2 separate regions of the Ovis aries genome follow, and region 1 is linked to region 2. Evidence: chromatin contacts called from public Hi-C data. All regions are on one chromosome and are shown on one strand. The core of a region is the stretch at or near the end of the contact, and the rest is flanking DNA. Distances in the headings are between cores, read along the strand shown.

The links. Hi-C and Micro-C count contacts between places; a contact is called where the count stands out from the background.
Region 1: a Hi-C map of liver shows a contact between it and region 2, with 5 times the contacts expected there. The contact joins the promoter of PEDS1 here to the promoter of SNAI1 in region 2. A contact is called at or near these places in 11 of 16 Hi-C or Micro-C datasets (blood, hypothalamus, liver and 5 more).

What each region holds. Positions count from the first base shown.
Region 1 is chr13:78,195,586-78,199,318 of ARS-UI_Ramb_v3.0, forward strand. It overlaps PEDS1 (plasmanylethanolamine desaturase 1), which reads right to left and starts at 2,261. Exons shown (of 6, transcript XM_004014882.5): 1 at 2,055-2,261. The coding sequence starts at 2,178.
Region 2 is chr13:78,049,645-78,053,736 of ARS-UI_Ramb_v3.0, forward strand. It overlaps SNAI1 (snail family transcriptional repressor 1), which reads left to right and starts at 2,766. Exons shown (of 3, transcript XM_004014881.4): 1 at 2,766-2,942; 2 at 3,639-4,092. The coding sequence starts at 2,861.

The DNA.
Region 1 (3,733 bases), core at 1,011-3,510, 150 kb after region 2:
GAATTTAGAGAAGCCAGTCTCTTTCTGCTTCACTCCTCCTCCCCAGGCTCTCCCCTTGCCCCACCCAAACTCCAAGTTGGGAGGAGGCAAGGCCTCTGATTGCAGGTTTGGGGGACCGGGAGACTGTCTGCTCCCTTAAATCCCTGAGGGGCTGTCCTTTAGACGGTGAGGGGCACTTGGGGAAACCAGAACTGGACAAAGATGCAATCATGGTGGAATGAGAAGCGGAGTTCACAGGGGAGGCTCAGAACACCCTTCTGATTTCAAGGTCTGTAGGGTTTACTTGAGCGGGTGGAGCTGGACACCAAAGGAAGGGGCCTTTGAATCTTACCCTGGATTTCCAGGTGGTGAGCCTGAGGACCAAAGAGATGAGGCAGTGTACCCCAAGACTCACAGGAGAGGTTGGGCTATGGCATTAATAACAGGCATTCCCTATTGTATGCTAGGCACTGCACTAGATGGATGATCTCATTTCCCCTTCCCAGTGACACTAAGGAACCGATAAGCTTTATCATGTACCCATTTTAGAGGTGAGGAAACTGAGGCTCAGAGAGGGCTGGCACCTTGGCCCAGGTCACATAGTTAAGAAGCAGAGTCAGGATGCTAAGTCCAGGCTGCCCCAGGCAGCACCAGAGGTTTTAGGTCCACAAGCTGGGTGCTGGGAGAACAGGTTAAAGGCACTATGGCATCATGGGCCAGGTGCCCAAGTTAGGTATGAAAAAAAAAAAAAAAAGACTCAGAACATGAAACTGCAAATCCAGAAAGCCTCTGGTGATCTACAGCTCAGGTCATACAGGCAGCTATGGCAGAGATGGTATGCAAACCCTGGCCAGTCAGGGCAGAAAGCCAAAGGTGGTGGCAGACTCGTTCTTACCTCAGGCAAGGGATATCTATGCGTGGTGGCCCCCTCCCCCTCCCCGGGGTAAAAGGAAAGATGTCACAATGTTTGACAAATAAATAAAGCTGGATGAGCTGGCGACACCCAAGCAAAGGGGCCTCCCAGTCACCTGACTCTGGAGTTCTCAAAGGCAATTTCTTTACCCCTGGGGACACTTGGCTCTGCTGGGGCCTGGCAATGAGATTCCTGAGGCTCAAGTGGAAGTCAGAGAAGGGGGTGGAGGTCATTGCTTGCTAGAGCAGAAACGGTAGGCCCAGCAGGCAGACACCGGGACCTTGTCGGGGGGCAGAAGCAGAGCAAGGGTCTCTAAGTTTGCGGTCTGGTCTGTGGACACCCCCAAGTCCTTATGGAGGAGGTTAATATAAACATCTACATGGGGGAGAGGAAATGGCTGGGACTGGGGCTTAAATTTTGAGAGAAAGCTTAAACTGGAAGGTGTGCAGGGAGGCCCTCACCACCCAGGATTTCAAAATACAGGGTGAGAGTTAATTCGCGGGGTGCGGGGGGAGGGGGGAGGGTCTATAAACTGAAGCTATAAATCTAGGATGGGGCTTTGGAGGAAGGGCGTCTGGGGCACTCGGTACGTGGGGCCCCCTGAGTTAAGGTTCCCAGAGCAGACCTGATATGCTCAGATTTGGGGGGTGAAGTCACTACAGCCCAGGGCCCCGGCAGGGGTGCAGATAGGGCCCTAGGGTGTGAAATCTGTATCTGGGGAACCTGGGATAGGGTGTAACTCTTAGGAGGGGGGCCAGTACATGTCACTGAGGGGGGGGGTGCCTTCGGCTTGGGGTCCTGGCGTGGTGGGTCCCCAAGACTAGGGGCTCTTTACAGCCGCGGGGACCCCGGGCTAGGATTGGGATCCGACAGCGTGATGGGAGCTGTCCGTAGCCCGAGGAGTTGATATGGCAGCTCCTTGATCCGGGGGGCTGTCTTTGCATCCAGAAAGCCCCGTGGCTGGGGTTCTGGTTTGCGCTTGGAAGGGGCGCTGGGGTGGGGTCCCAAGACTTAGGGGCGCTACTTGCAAGTTAGGAGCCGCGCCTGGAGCTCTGCACTGGGGGCTGAGGCTGGGGTTCCGATCCAGGGGACCCAGGATCGCGGCCCCGCAGCCCAGGCTGGCTGGTGACTGCGGGCCGGGAGAGGGGGCCGGAGGTCCTACCTGGGGAGTAGAGCGCGGCCAGCTCGCGGGCCCCGGCGTGCTGCGCGCCCCAGCGCCGGCAGGACGCCGCCTCATCGTCTTCGAGCTCTGGCTGCTGGCCCGGCCCGTCTTCGGCGCCCGCCATAGCCCCTCGCCCGGCCAGCCCGGTGCGCTCCGCTGGCGGCGGCGGCAGGGCCGCGGAACCGCGGCGAGATCACGCCGCCCAATGACGGCCCGGCCCCGGGCGCGGCCGCGGCGCCGACGGGGGTCTCGCCCGGCCGGGCGTCACAGCCAATGGGGGCGCGCGCCGGGGGCCGCGCCAGCCAATCAGCGGCCGCCGAGCCGCAGCCAACCGCGGCGCGCGAGGGGCGGGTCCGCAGCGTACGGAAGAGCCGGGCTGCGGCGCGTCTCGGCTGCTCGCGCTTCTCTGCACGTCGCCGCCGCACTGTGGGTCCGAGCGCGCTGACGGCTCCGGGAGGGCTGTGTTTACCCCCGCGGTGCCCCCGGTGCCGAGGGCCGAGGTCTGAGCGGCCGTCTCTTGGGCACTCCCAGGCCGGCGTCTGTGACGGGCAGGGGACGCGCGGGGAGGGTCCCCTGGCCGGGGAGGGGAGGCCCCGTTTGGAGGGTCCCTGGCCGGGGCCGGTTTCAGGGTCTCCGAAGACCCCGAGCGTCGCCCCTCACCGTGGGCCCCGCTCGCGCGGTGCCCCCGGGGACAAGCCTGACCAGGGGGTGGGGGCAGTGTCCCTCGGAGGGAGGAGACAGGAAAGTGATAAGAGTCTCTGTCAGATTTGGTGAGCGCTGACTATCTGTTGGGCGCCGGGCCAAGAGCTCGACCGCAGGGTGTTTTTTACTCACAGTCCGGAGCTGGGTGGCCTCCTCAGAGGCCCCTGTCACCGCAGCGCCCGGAGGTGCCCCCTTCTCCGGTCACTGTGACATCACCTCGCCTTCCCAGTGCTCGTCGGAACGGACGGTGCCAGGCTCCCCCCTCCCCAGAAAGCAAGCTCCCCAGGGCTAAGACTTGCTGAGTTCACAGCCGTTCTCCCACGTCCCTGTCAGCCTAAGTGAAGTGAAGTGGAAGTCCCTCAGTCGTGTCCGACTCTTTGAGACCCGCATGGACTATACAGTCCATGGAATTCTCCAGGCCGGGATACTGGAGTGGGTAGCTTCCTCCTTCCCCAAGGAGATCTTCCCAAAGGGCTCGAGGAAATGCTTATGGAGTGAATTAAGTCTCAAATGAATTTATTACCTCAGCAGGAACTCGGCCGGTCTAACCGACTACAAAGTACGCAGTAATTGCTCACATAAATTCCACACCGCGTCCCCCGCCAAATGGGAGCTAAGAGTGTTCAAGAGGTGGGGGAACAGGGAGGGGAGGTTAAGACCCCATTCTGTCTCTTGGAGGCTCCATCCTTGTTCTCAAGGTTTAAGCCCTGGATTGTCCGGGTGCTAGGAAAAGTCAGTCACCCCAGGAGTGTTTCCTGGGCGTTCCCACCCTGGGCGGCTACAATCCTTGCCAGACCCACGCCCCTTTTCTGTTTCTTTGTATATACCACCTCCCAGGAAAGAAAAGCGTGCTTCCTTGGCAGGGAGAGATTGCAGTATGCAATTCACCTCCTGCTGAATTCTGGCAAAACTGACTGGCTTTGCCTTCTTGTACTTTACACAGTTCAAATTTTCAATCCAGGAGATTCAGGTGCCTT
Region 2 (4,092 bases), core at 1,516-4,015:
GAGTGGGAAGGAAATCCAAGAAAGAGGGATATCTGTGTTTCTGGCTGATTACTTTGCTCTTACATGGTAAAGCAACTCCAATTAAAAAATGTCTTAACCCCGTCAAAAAAAAAAAAAAATCCCAAAACATTATCAAAACCTCTCTCGAAGCACCTCCGCCCCCAACTAACCACCCTCCAGAATTTTGCAGTAAATATTTCCTTGCTTTTCTTTATAGTTTTACCACCTCCATATACATTCCTGGACAATAAAGGGTTTCATTTACCTGCTTTTGAACCTGTGTAAATCCAACTAACTGTATTTGAGTTGGTTCTTTTTGCTTAACACAATGTTTTTAGATTTATCCCAGTTGTTGCATGGAGTTTTTGTTTTCCTCACTGTATAGTATCCCATTATAGGACTGTAATTTACTAATTACAGTTTATTAATCCTTTCTACTGTTGATAAACATTTGGGTTGTTTCCAGTTTGTTTGTTTGTTTCCTATTATGAACGAGGGTGCAAGAAATATTCTCATTTCTTCTGGGTTTAGAGCTGGGCAGCAGTTCTCAACCTTGGCTGCTCACTAGAATCACCTGAGGAGTTTTCAAAAATGCTACTACCAAAGGGTCTCACCCAGAGTAATTGAATCAGAAGGGCTGCAAGGGTGGGGCCCAGGCTTTGGTGTTCCCTGAGGGGATCTGCCGCCAGGGCTAAGAACCGCTGGGATGCAGCAGGCCCGGGAGTAGAATGCTAGGAGAGTCACCTGTTCTTCGCTGATGCTAAACTTTCCCAAAGTGGCTCATACCCAGGACACTCTCCCTGCATGGAACCAAAGTCCTCCTGCTCTCCCATCCTCAACACTTGCTATGACCAAATTTTAACTTTTTATCTTTCTGATGGGCGTGAAATAGTATCTCATTGTGGTTTTAATTTGCATTTCTCTCCTTACTCATGAGGCTGAACAGTTGCGAAGTTCCTGCTGAAACAAAGACAGAAAGAGACTCTCTGGTAAAGATCCTGCGGAAGAGAGATCTCAGGGGGTCAGGGAAGTTGAGCGGCAGGTGCCAAGGGCTGGGATGTGGAGGAACAGAAAGAGGGCGGTGGATCTTTGTGCAGGGGGAGGGGCAGAGCGGCTCAAGATAAGTGCAGCAGAGGTCAGGTCAGCAGGTGGAGGGCAGTGGTGAAGAATTCGGCTTCTGCTCTGCGTGAGATAGGGACACAGGAGGTTTGAAGCAGAGGGACACGGCGTTACTCCTTCCTCTGGATGTAGGTGGAAAATCACGATGGGAAGTAAACAGACGTACAGGAGGCCGTATTCTTTGTAGTGACTGTGTGTGGCCTGTCTCCCCCGCCTCCCCCTCTCCCCAGCTAGAACAGGGAAAGGTTGATTGTTTTGTTCACAGCATCTAAGGATCCAGACAATTGTCCCTGCTCTCATGCAGGGTGGTGAGTGGAGGGACTTAACAGGTTTCCACAGGTGGAAACAAGTTGAAGAGACCTTCGGATTTAGGCCTGTGCCCCATCCCCAGTCCAGGACAGGAGTGGCTCTCACAGTCAGTGGGCTCAGAGGAGAGCTGGGGGTGAAGTCAGTCCCTCCCCTGGGCCCAGCCCACAGCTGAATCAGTCAGTGAACCCCTGGTGGAGCCTAGCCTTAGGTCCTTTAGACACAGTTTCAATGACCCCAGACGAGTGAGGCAACTACCTGAGCTCCGCCCTTCCCCACTTCTTTCTCCCACCTGCCCAGAGTAATCTTTCTCAACCAAACTCCAAACAGGTCCCTCCTCGGCTCTCCAGGGCCCCTGGAGCAAAGTCCAGACTCCTCCAGGCCCTGACCCTGCCGCCCTGCCCACCCCACCCCCATCCTGAGAGAGGCTCTCAATGACTCTGAGATGGTTACTGCCTCTAACCTCAGGCCTTTCCCCTCGGCATTTTCTTCACTTCCTCTGGGAAGTTGCCCCGACCCTTGGTCAAGTGACCCGCCTCTTGACTGTCACAGTGCCCTGTGGTCCCCACCCCACCCCCCCCCAACCCATCGAAATGCACTTCCCTCTGCATTGGAATTGCCTGTTGACTTCGCCTGTCTCCCCCACGTGACTGGGAGAGCGGCCCTTCAGCAGAGACCCCGAGTGTTTTGTTCAGGGTTGTATCCCCCCCAGCGCCGGGAGTGGTGCCTGGTTCGTTAGTGGGCACACAGTCAGTATGTGCGTTTTTCTAGCTGATGCCCGTTTGCTTTGCAAAAAAAAAAAAAAAAAGGGCCGTGGCATGGCACACTGTCAGCAGCCACGTGGAGGGATCCATTGCTTCTCTCCGCCCCCGAACTGTGTGCTGCCCCTGGTCAATCCCACGCTCTCTGCGGGGCACTCTACGGGCGAAGGCACCCCCCGCCCCGTGAGGTGGCGGTCTCCGAAAGTCAGGTGCCCAGAGCCGTGGCGCGTGGCGCCAGGGGGCGCCAGAGGCGGGAGAGCCTGCCGCGCCGAGCCGGCCCGGGCGCCCGAGTCCTGAAGAGGGGTCCCGCCTCGTCCAGGGGTTCCCAGCGCCCCGCCCCCGGCAGCCCGCCGCCAGGCGCCCATGCACGCGCCCGAGGCCCGGCGTCCGCGCGGCCCCGCCCGGCTTCCAGCGCCACGCGGCGCGAGCCCCGCCAGCCCCCAGCGCACCTGCTCGGGGCGGGGCCGCTGGCGAAGGCGCGTCTCGATTGGCGCGGAGGTGACAAAGGGGCGTGACTGGGACGGGCCACGCCCACCCGCGACTGGCGTACTTAAGGGAATCGGCGGCCCGTCTCCACTCACAGCGCAGCTGCACGGCGTCGTGGGTGGAGAGCTTTGCGATCCCGGCGCGACCGGGGAGACCCCCCCCCCCCACCACCCGCTGCTTCGGCCACCATGCCGCGCTCTTTCCTCGTCAGGAAGTCTGCGGGCTCCCGCCGGAGACCCAATTACAGTGAGCTGCACGACTCTTCTCCAGGTGAGGGGACCGGACCCCTGGGGAGTTCGGGGGAGGCAAGCGAAGGCTGCATGGGGAGAGCATTGGAGGAGCAGGGGGCTTGGGGACGAAGTCGAGGGGCGAGAGTCGAGTCAAAGAATAGAGCCTGGGTGCGGATAAGCTCGGGTCAGGTGGGTCCGGGAGATGTGGAGAGGGTTTTTGGAGGGCGGTGGTCTTGGGCTGAGGAAACGGAAACTTAGCAGCCGCAGAGAAGAGGGGCGCCCCTCCCAAAAGTGAGAAGAGGAGCCTTCTATCTGGACAGACGCCGGGCCGAGGGCTCCGAAAGAGTCCAGGGGATTTGGGGGAGGGTGTGGGAGAAGAAATGTGTATGGAAGGGGGCCTGGGACAGGGGTGTGGTGCCTTGGCAGCTGAGGAGACGAGGGGCCAGGATGCTGGGGTCTGGCCTCAAGCTGGGTACTTGGGTACCTCAGGAGGATGGAGATGTGGAAATGACCCCCTTGAGTCGGAGCTAGGGAAGGGGGATTCTTCCCGGAAGAGGGAGAACCAGGTGACCTGGGTGAAGAGGGGCTCAGACTGCCGGTCCTAGTAGTGAATCTGGTATTCATCTGATAAGCCCTGAGTGCTAGCCCCGTTCAGCTCCTGGCCCACATCAGGCTGATGTCTGCTGGCTGACTGAGCTCACGCCTGACCTTGCCCTCTTCTCTGTCCCCTGCTCAGAGCTCACTTTCCAGCAGCCCTACGACCAGGCCCACCTGCTGGCAGCCATCCCGCCGCCCGAGGTCCTCAATCCCACCGCCTCCTTGCCGACACTCATCTGGGACTCTCTCTTGGCGCCCCAAGCCCAGCCCATCAGCTGGGCTTCTCTCCTGCCCCAGGAGATCCCCAAGGCTGGCGAGCTGACCTCCCTGTCCGACGAGGACAGCGGGAAAGGCTCCCAGCCCCCCAGCCCACCCTCGCCGGCTCCTTCGTCCTTCTCGTCCACTTCAGCCTCCTCCTTGGAGGCTGAGGGCTATGCTGCCTTCCCAGGCTTGGGCCAGCTGCCCAAGCAGCTGACCGGGCTCTCCGTGGCCAAGGACCCCCAGTCTCGCAAAGCCTTCAACTGCAAATACTGCAACAAGGAGTACGTCAGCCTGGGTGCCCTCAAGATGCACATCCGGAGCCACACGCTGCC